Linked DNA regions of Triticum aestivum: region 1 is linked to region 2. The links are chromatin contacts, called in public Hi-C maps. All regions are on one chromosome and are shown on one strand. Each heading gives the region's core, a stretch centred on a gene start, on an enhancer-like site or on the middle of the called end of the contact. The rest is flanking DNA. Distances are from core to core; before and after follow the strand shown.

Region 1 (4,484 bases), core at 11-2,510, 590 kb before region 2:
GCACAAGAGCAGGAATCCCCAAATTCCTTACGGTTCTAAAACAGTTTAATGGCTTAGCTTTCTGATCATCTCACAGTTCATCCCGAGGCGTGCTAAGAACAGAAGAGGATGGGGGATCGTACCGTGAGTGGCTGTCTCCGGTAGAGGAGTATTCCACCGTAGACAAGAGCAAGAAGGATGTAGTTCAAGAGGGACTGCGACGTTGGTGCATTGATACCTGAAAACATGGCACTGTCAGATTGCATATCAGAATTGGCCCAACATTAAATATTACTCCCTCCGTCCCAAAATATGAGAGCATTTTTTACACTAGTGTGCTGAGACTTTGGCGCTTGCATTTTTGTTTTAGTTATTACTAGTTCACAAGAGTGCACTCTGCCTCTGAACTGAGGTGACATCGTCCAAACTGACACAGAAGATCTCAATCGGCTTATAAAGAAACTAATATATTTTCTCATGGCAGAGATGATTTGTTTATAGCCTATAAACTAAAAGGGAGAACCACGCCGCATCAGATGTTGTGTAAACTGTAAAGTCTTGGGAAAAAGCCATGGAACCCCAATATTTAATCGAGAGGCTCCAAAAATCCACTTTGCTGTCGAGTGTCGACCCAAAAGCAACGGAACTGAAGAACACGAGGTAGGCGACCAATCAATCTAGATTCCCGAACACCGCCGGAGCACCACTCGAAAAGTCAGAAAGGAACAATCTCTCCGCAAATTTACCATAATTAGAGAAGAGAAAGCGGAGGGCGATGCCTCTTGTCATCCAAGAGGGAAACCAACAGCGACAGAGTGTTAACCAAAGCACAATTAGCGACGACAGAGTATTAATCAAAGCACAATTGGTGATGACAGAGTACTGATCAAACACTCGTCGGCCGTAAGCCGTCGCCCGGCCAACGGCGACACGGGGGGAGGAAGGGGCCGCGAGTTGACGAACGCACCTCGGCGCGCGAGCTCGGAGGAGGAGAAGCCGGTGGAGGTGATGAGCAGCGAGATGAGCTGCCCCAGCGCGAGGGCCAGCAGCACCTCCCGCCGAAGCCACCTCGCGCAGCAGCCACCGCCGCCCCGCTCCTCCTCGGGCGGCGGCGCCATTCTTTACCCCTTTCGAGCTGGATCAACAGAACAGGTCGATCGCGGGCTCGCGGCAGCTCGCGCGCTCCTCGTGCGGCGCCCGCGTGGCGTGGCGTGGCGTGGGCGGCAGAGGAAACGAACAGGGCCGAGTTGAACAACAATCGTGCGTGGGTTTGGAGCTGGTACTAGCAGTACTTATGGAAGGGGGTTATCGGAGGGTTGGTGATGGAGTTGGACGTCTCGGGGTGGGGTGGGGAGTGCCGGCTGGTGGGGTGAGGCCCGTCGGATCTTCTTTGCTGTTTCTGCTCTCTATTAGACCCCGCATCCGTCCCTTACCTGTAAAATAACCGTCAAAATACGGGTACAGGCCGAAAAGCCTGCCCGATCAGACTCCGCACCCCACCCCGACCCGCATAAATTTTTAGGTGGCGCGACAAATTTCCGGCCCCAACCCGAGAAAATGCGGGTTTTCCCCTCGCGATTGCGGTGCCCTGCATCACAGAGAAGCAGTTGGCGGAAGGGACATTTCAGCCCGCGCTCTTTTTCCCCTTCCTTCCGCCGCCGCCCGCCCTTGCTTCCGCCCGCCCGCCGCCGGCGATTCCGGCCATATCTGCGGGCGGAATCGCTCCGCGGGGCCGCCCCACACCCTCCCGCGCCGAGCCGCTGCACCGCCCCTCCGGATCCGGCGAGAAGAGCCGCCCCCAGTCGCCGCCGCCGCTGGGATCGACCACCGCCGAGCGCATCACCCTCGTCGCTGCCCGGGATCACTCGCCACCGATTAGTCCCTTTTTTGTGATTTTCACGAGCTGTGTAGTAGATTGACGCGCCGGCGTGCGTGTAGATGGAGTTGACCCCGTGTGAGAAGTTCTTGCTATCCGATTCGTCCGATTCGGACGACTCGGATGTGGAGACTATGCTTGCGACCTTTCGGCAGCAAACATTGGTTATGGCGCTTGCCGTGAAGGAGCATGAAGACAAGTACCGAAAGAGGAGGCGAGGATCTACTGTCGGGCGTCTGTGCATTCCACGGAATCGCCATCTTGGAAACGGGATGTTGATGCAAGATTATTTTTCGGAGAACCCTACATATCCTGCACACCTCTTCCGCAGAAGGTATCGAATGCGCCGATTCCTTTTTGTGAAAATTGTTGAAACTTGCGAGGCAAATTGCCGGTATTTCACTCAGAGAAGGAATGCCGTGGGCTTAAAGGGTTTTAGTGCATATCAAAAAATCTCCGCAGCTATGCGAGTGATTGCATACGGCGTTTCGGCTCATTAGAGACCCAAACCGGATTAGAGCTTTTCTTCAGACATACAAGGAGATTGAAAATGCAGACACACACTTTCAACTTCAGGAAGATCTCATTGAGCACCATTGGCAAAGGGCTGGACAATGACTAATTTTTGTATTCATTTGTATTTGTATTCATGACAAGTTTTGTATTGCATTATTTTAAGTTTGCTACGGTGATTTGAATAATTATTTGTAATGCGGATGATTATTATTTCATGTTTGATTTGAATAATTAAGTTTGTTTTCGATTGTTGAATTATGTTGGATTTGAGATTTGCAGGCTGATGATTTGCGGGGATGCAGCGGCGCAAAGAGCATAACCCGCATAGCCGACCCATTAAAAAAGCATATTCCACGAATATACTTTTTTACGAATCCATTTGGGGGTCTGCATTTGTGCCAGCCCGCGCCGGCCCGCAAAAGTTGTTTTACGCGAACTGCATACGCGTTTTGCGGGCCGGCGTTTTGCGGGGTCTGCTAGAGTTGCTCCTAGCTGAGCTGTCGATCCGGGTCAATGCGTTTGGAGCGGAAGTACGGTTAGTGCATCTCAAACACCGGCCTCCAAAACGGACACTATGATCCACTTAAAAATATTCAAACCCGAGAGTACTTCTAATTTAAATATTATAATCCAACTAAGTTTTCAAATAAATAATTTAAATTTAAATTCAACTCACGCATATGCCCTGGTTATCACTTTTAACCGCCCACGGATGCTTAATCAAATTTTCATGTAGGTGCTTATGATTTGCTCGGTGTCGAATTTATTAATACATTTGAACAAACTCGTTAAAGTGACTGGATTCTGATGTGGAAGTTGGATAGGATCACCCATATTCTCAAATTCCAGACCTCTGACGGCACATTCACCCTCATCCTCCACAATCATGTTGTTCATGATCACACAATATGTGACCACCTCCCACAAGGTCTTCTTATCCCATTATTTAGCAGGTCCACGAGCAACCACAAAATGGGCTTCAAACACTCCAAATGCCCTCTCCACATCCTTTCTAGATGGTCTTGACAAAGGTAGCTCAAGGAGGATAGATACCATGAGATAGTAGTCCATGTTGTATTGATGCACATTGACAGTATAGTTGCAAGGAGGACCTTGCCCTTAGTTCACCTAACAAACAATGGAGACCGCTGCAACACATTGACGTCACTGTGACACCTGGGCATGCCAAAGAAATTGTGTCAAATCCAGAAGCTTTTTAACATGGCCCTAATATTGCCATGCCCTTGTAGAGCTTTTGGGTGCATAAAATCAAGAAATCCGAGCAAACCTGACTACCTTCTTACTTCATACATTGTCAAAAGTCTTTCGGTGTCTGCGACAATTGGTTCTCTCAAGTACTGAGATCCAAACACCTCGACCACCGCAGTAGCAAATCTGACCATGGCGTCTCCGCATGTGCTCTCAGACATCTCGAGATGTTCGTCCCACGAATCCGCGTCTATGCCATATGCAAGTATCCGCAATGCAGCTGTGCACTTCTGCTAACCATAGAATGAAATCCTTCCTATGTCATTCTTCTTTAAGATTAAGTAGTCATTGTAGGACCGGACGCCATTGTAGAGACGCCCGGAGACGGTTTTTGCATCTGAAAGCGCTGGTGAAAATTGTCCGGGCATCTAGGGTGCATTAGTCAAATGCCCTTGTGCCTTGTTCTGATTCAACACTCAATGACCCTTGATCTATCCCTTGAAATTGAGAACACGCTCTTCTGCACTCTCCTCATCTACAAGGATCACCTACATCATCATCATCATTTCATTCACATAATCCTCCTCGTCGAACGACTCAATGTAGTGCTCATACATGTACTCCATGTCTGAATCCATTACTTCAAAGAAGGGACAAAAAGACATTCACCAAACACTTGTCGGGTGTGGTGACCCTGTAGGGGTGGATGGTACCTACACGACAAAATGCTACTCTTGTGCTTTGCCCAAGACTTATTTTTAGGTACAATTTAGTTCCAACCTTCCTTTTCCTTCTCGGTTTTAGGCAAGAATTTGTCTCGCTAGTTTTTTTAACCTCAAAAGACCTCTTTATTTAATAGATAATAATGTTACATCATTCACCATGAGAGGTACAATAGAGGGGG
Region 2 (4,379 bases), core at 1,846-4,345:
AAATCTGATCATGAGGAGGTCGATGAGCTTCCAGAGGGTTTGGAGATAAGTGATAATTTGCGTATCCATCTGATAGCGATCAAGGGACCCAACAAGAAGCTTGGGACAAGGGTTGAGGAATTGTCTGCAAATATTGTAGGCGTCGAGGACAGGTTGAACTAGCGTTTGACTGCCAGCGACCGACAGCGCACTGATAGTCTACAGGTGGTGACTGAGAGTCTTAATCGGCTCACCGCAACAGTTCAGTGCCTTCAAGCGAGAGATGTGGCACCCCGACAGTCCCGCTCACCACGACAATGCGTGACCGCGACAACGAGATGATGGCGATTTTTCTGAGGACTCCGATGCTTGTGGAGGCTTACCTCACATACCACGACATGATGCTGGGGATCGCCGCCATGCTGGGCAGCGCCGTGACTATGGCGGCAATGTTGCCCACGAGGATGATGGTTTGGGTCAAATCAAGATAATCATACCTGAATTCTCGGGATGTTGTGTTGATCCGTAGAAATATTTGGAGTGGAAGATGCGTGTAAATCAGATTTTTTGATGGTTACAACTACTCCGAAAAAAAGAAGGTTCGTGTTGCATCGATGGAATTTACAGAGTATGCTCTTGTACGGTGGGATAATAAGAACTGTATTCACGAGCGACCAACGACATGGGCTGACATGAAGCGAATCATGAGGGAACGTTTTGTCCCTGCTTATTACACTCGCCAGCTTCACAATAGACTGCGTCGCCTAGTGCATGGTACAAAATTAGTTGATGAGTACTATAAAGAGATGCAAGTTTTGATGATCTGTACAGCTGTGCGTGAGTCCGCGGAGGCGGCCATGGTACGTTTCTTTGAGGGGTTAGAAGAAAAGATTCGTGACCATATTGATTTAATGCAATATAATGATATTCATGAGTTGCTTCATCAAGCGGAGCGTGCTGAACGTTGGGTATTGGAGAAGCAAGCTTCAGAGACTCGTCCAACTTACAACAGTGAGCGACATGGTTCTTCTCCCATTGATGGTGGGTTTAGTGCTAAATCGACTCCTTCTTATAAGTCGGGAAGCATTGAACAAAGCAAAGTGGCGGCTGCATCAAAGGAGGTTTCTCAGGTTTCATCTAATGTGACTTCATCTCATCATCGTAATATTATTTGCCACGAGTGTGGAGGACGTGGACACGTGAAGCATGAATGTTCCAATCAACGAAGGATTCTACTTGTTGATGCGGAATATATTTCAGAATCTGAAGATGAGACGCCAAAGTTAGAGGATGGAATCGAATGAGGTCATGATGATACCATACTATGTTATCCTCAAGATGATCCTGATATGGAGAGTTTGCTAGCACATAAGGTCCAGCAAGATGAAAAGACCATTGTTGAACAAGGACAACAATTAAGTATTTTTTTTAACTGCATGTAACATCAAGGGAGAAGTTTGCAAACTGATAATTGATGGTGGTAGTGCTAGCAACATGATTAATAAGGATGTGGTGAAATCTCTTTTGTTGCCAACATGGGAGCACCCAAGACCGTACTATATGAAGTGAATAAATGATGTTGGCAAAGTGAAGGTAACTCACAGGGTGAAGGTTTCTTTTTCTGTGGATGGCTATGTTAATAAGGTGGAATGCGACGTTATGCCACTACATGTTTGTCACCTTATTTTGGGGCGTTCGTGGCAGCATGATGTTAACGCTCTTCATCACGGGCGAACAAACAAATACACTTTTATGCATAAAGGTAAGTTCTATGCTATTCTTTCCAAGGATGCACAGAATATATAATGTATTATAGAAATGTTCAAGAAGAAATCTGCAAGGCCTAAGTCGAAACCAAGGACGGTTTCCTTTCAAAGGGAGAGAGGATGATGTGACACCATCTGTCATTGCTAAAAATATTCTTGATAAGGCCAACCAGAGAAGGTATGTAATTCCTGCGAGACGCAACAAGAAAAAGAAATAGAAAAAATGTATGGTATTGGGGGACAATTTTGTACATAATGACATGATGCCAACACATATTTCTACTCGACATTGTTCACCTGGGCGCACCAGAGGACATCGAGCTACTATTCAAAACCCATGCATGCAAACTTAATTATGTGAGCACACAAGGAAAGATCTAATGAGCATACAAGGAAAGCTAGCTTTGCTTTGGACGTTTGTGATCAGTTTGCCGGAATTTTAAATTAGCTAAATCTTGTTTAGTTAGATTGTTTCTTTAATTTCTTATTATGATTTGGTCAAAGTACGAGAGTTGGATAGTTTGTTAAGTTTTTTTTGAGACAAAGGATAGTTTGTTAAGTGGTGTTAGAGTCCAGATCGGTTTCAAAGTTAGGAAACAAACCGGGCTTAGCCCATGTGCCTGTGAGCACTATTAAAAGCCATATGGGCCGTGTACGAGGGGCAGCTTTTGTTTTATGTTATTTTTAGAGATGAACAGATCGATAACTCGGGGGTATCTTCGAGATGTCGTTTGATATTTGTTGAATAGCTCTAGAGGTTGTGTGATTTTGGTGTGAGATTGATTCCAGTATTTCAATTTTCGCTGGTCTGCTGAAGATCGTTCACGTACTTCCATTATTGAGTGTGCGTGTTGTTTCTGTGGTGACTGTATTTACAAGATTGCGAGCGTCACATCGTTTCAGAAGACACCTTATCGTGAAAGATTGAGAAAATTATTCGCGTTATTGTTTTTCTGTCGATGGTTGCATCAGAAAGGCTGGGCGAGGCAATTCTTAGGCGCCTATCCAAACAGCCACCAGAAATGTGGGCTAGCTAATTTTTTGGCGGGGCTAACTCTGATAGTAATCCAGACAACCCCTTAATCTCTAACGTCTCTTTCCAAGCTGCGGCGTTGGACTTGCCTTCGACCTTATAAATATTTAGGTAGGTGCTTAGATAAATAAATCGATTTTTTTAAGCACAGATGCCTATTTCTAGAGAAGAGATATCTAATTAAGCGTTTATCCTGTATAAATAAACACCATTGTTTAAAAAAAACTGATTTATTTATGTAAGCACCTCCTTACATTAAAGTACAATGCCTTTATACGCGGGGCAGCATTTAGTGTGGACCCATGGCGGGTGACGTGGCCGTTGTCTGGCCATAACTCACACCACTTTATGTAGTGCCTGCCAAGAGCTAGTCCATACACCATCAACCATTCAACCCCGAGACCCAATCACCCAAACCGCCAAGTAGCCAAAAACTCCAGCCTTCCTACACCGAGAAGCACCCAAAGCGCAGCCGCACGTTTGATCAACCCCTGTATTCCCTCGCTCTTCTTTTCGTCCCCGTCGCACCGTCTCCCACCGCGCGATGGCGCCGAGCGCAAGCCCTAGCCCAGGCCTGGCGGTCACGGCGCCGGTCCACCAAGCCCGCGTGCGGGTGCTCCACACGGGGCAGGGCCTGCCCCCTGCTGGCGCGAAGCCCGGCCCGGTGGTCTACTGGATGCTGCGGGACCAGCGGCTAGCCGACAACTGGGCGCTCCTCCACGCGGCGAGCCTCGCCGCTGCTTCCGCGGCGCCGCTCGCCGTCGCATTCTCCCTGTTCCCGAAGCCGTTCCTCCTCTCCGCGCGCCGCCGCCAACTCGGATTCCTCCTCCGTGGCCTCCGCCGGCTCGCCGCCGACGCCGCCACCCGCCGCATCCCCTTCTTCCTCCTTACCGGTACACCCTTCGCATTTATCCCCTTCTGGTGTCTGACTTGTCGGCCCCGCGTTTTCGAAAGAGGGAACCGATTTCCCGGTACGAGAAATGTATTGTAACCGTTTACTATATTTCGCTGACAGGTGGGCCCATGGAGATACCAGCGCTGATGCAGCGGCTAGGGGCGTCGGCGCTGGTCGCCGACTTCTCACCGCTCCGGCCGGTTCGCGAGGCACTGGACGCGGTAGTGGGCGCGCTGTGCCGCGATGCTGCCAGTGTGGCCGTTCACCAGGTAGAATTCGAACCGGAATCACAAGGGAAATTGCAGTCGTTTTCAGGGGAATTCGACTGAGAAACATGCGGGCTTTGTGGCATTGGCACACAGGTGGACGCCCACAACGTGGTGCCGGTATGGACGGCATCGGGGAAGCTGGAGTACTCTGCCAAGACTTTCAGAAGCAAGATGAACAAGGTGTTGGATGAGTACCTGGTTGAGTTCCCCGAGTTGGGAGAGGTGGTGCCATGGGACAGGGAGCAGCCAAAGGACATTGATTGGGATACGCTAATTGACACGGTTTGAAGGTCCGGATGTGTTGCGACAAATTCACTGCATATGTGATGTGGAATGAAGAACTTGTTATGAGTGGTGTTGGATTCTTTGCTGATGTTGCAGCCAGGCAGAGGACGTGCCAGAGATTGACTGGTGCGAGCCAGGCAAGGCGGCGGCAA

What was found. Hi-C and Micro-C count contacts between places; a contact is called where the count stands out from the background.
Region 1: a Hi-C map of leaf shows a contact between it and region 2, with 3 times the contacts expected there. The contact joins the promoter of LOC123152247 here to the enhancer-like site in region 2. A contact is called at or near these places in 2 of 5 Hi-C or Micro-C datasets (both in leaf).

The regions. Positions count from the first base shown.
Region 1 is chr7A:275,898,927-275,903,410 of IWGSC CS RefSeq v2.1, reverse strand. LOC123152247 (solute carrier family 35 member F1) reads right to left here and starts at 1,260. Exons shown (of 11, transcript XM_044571840.1): 1 at 947-1,260; 2 at 123-217. The coding sequence starts at 1,097.
Region 2 is chr7A:275,310,382-275,314,760 of IWGSC CS RefSeq v2.1, reverse strand. It overlaps the pseudogene LOC123152227. Among protein-coding and RNA genes, the nearest start is that of LOC123152225, 9.3 kb to the right of the region's middle. Within about 2 kb of position 3,095, at least 5 of the 8 cell types and tissues checked have an H3K27ac peak or open chromatin away from gene starts, as enhancers often do. A contact at or near this core is called in leaf, where this site is marked.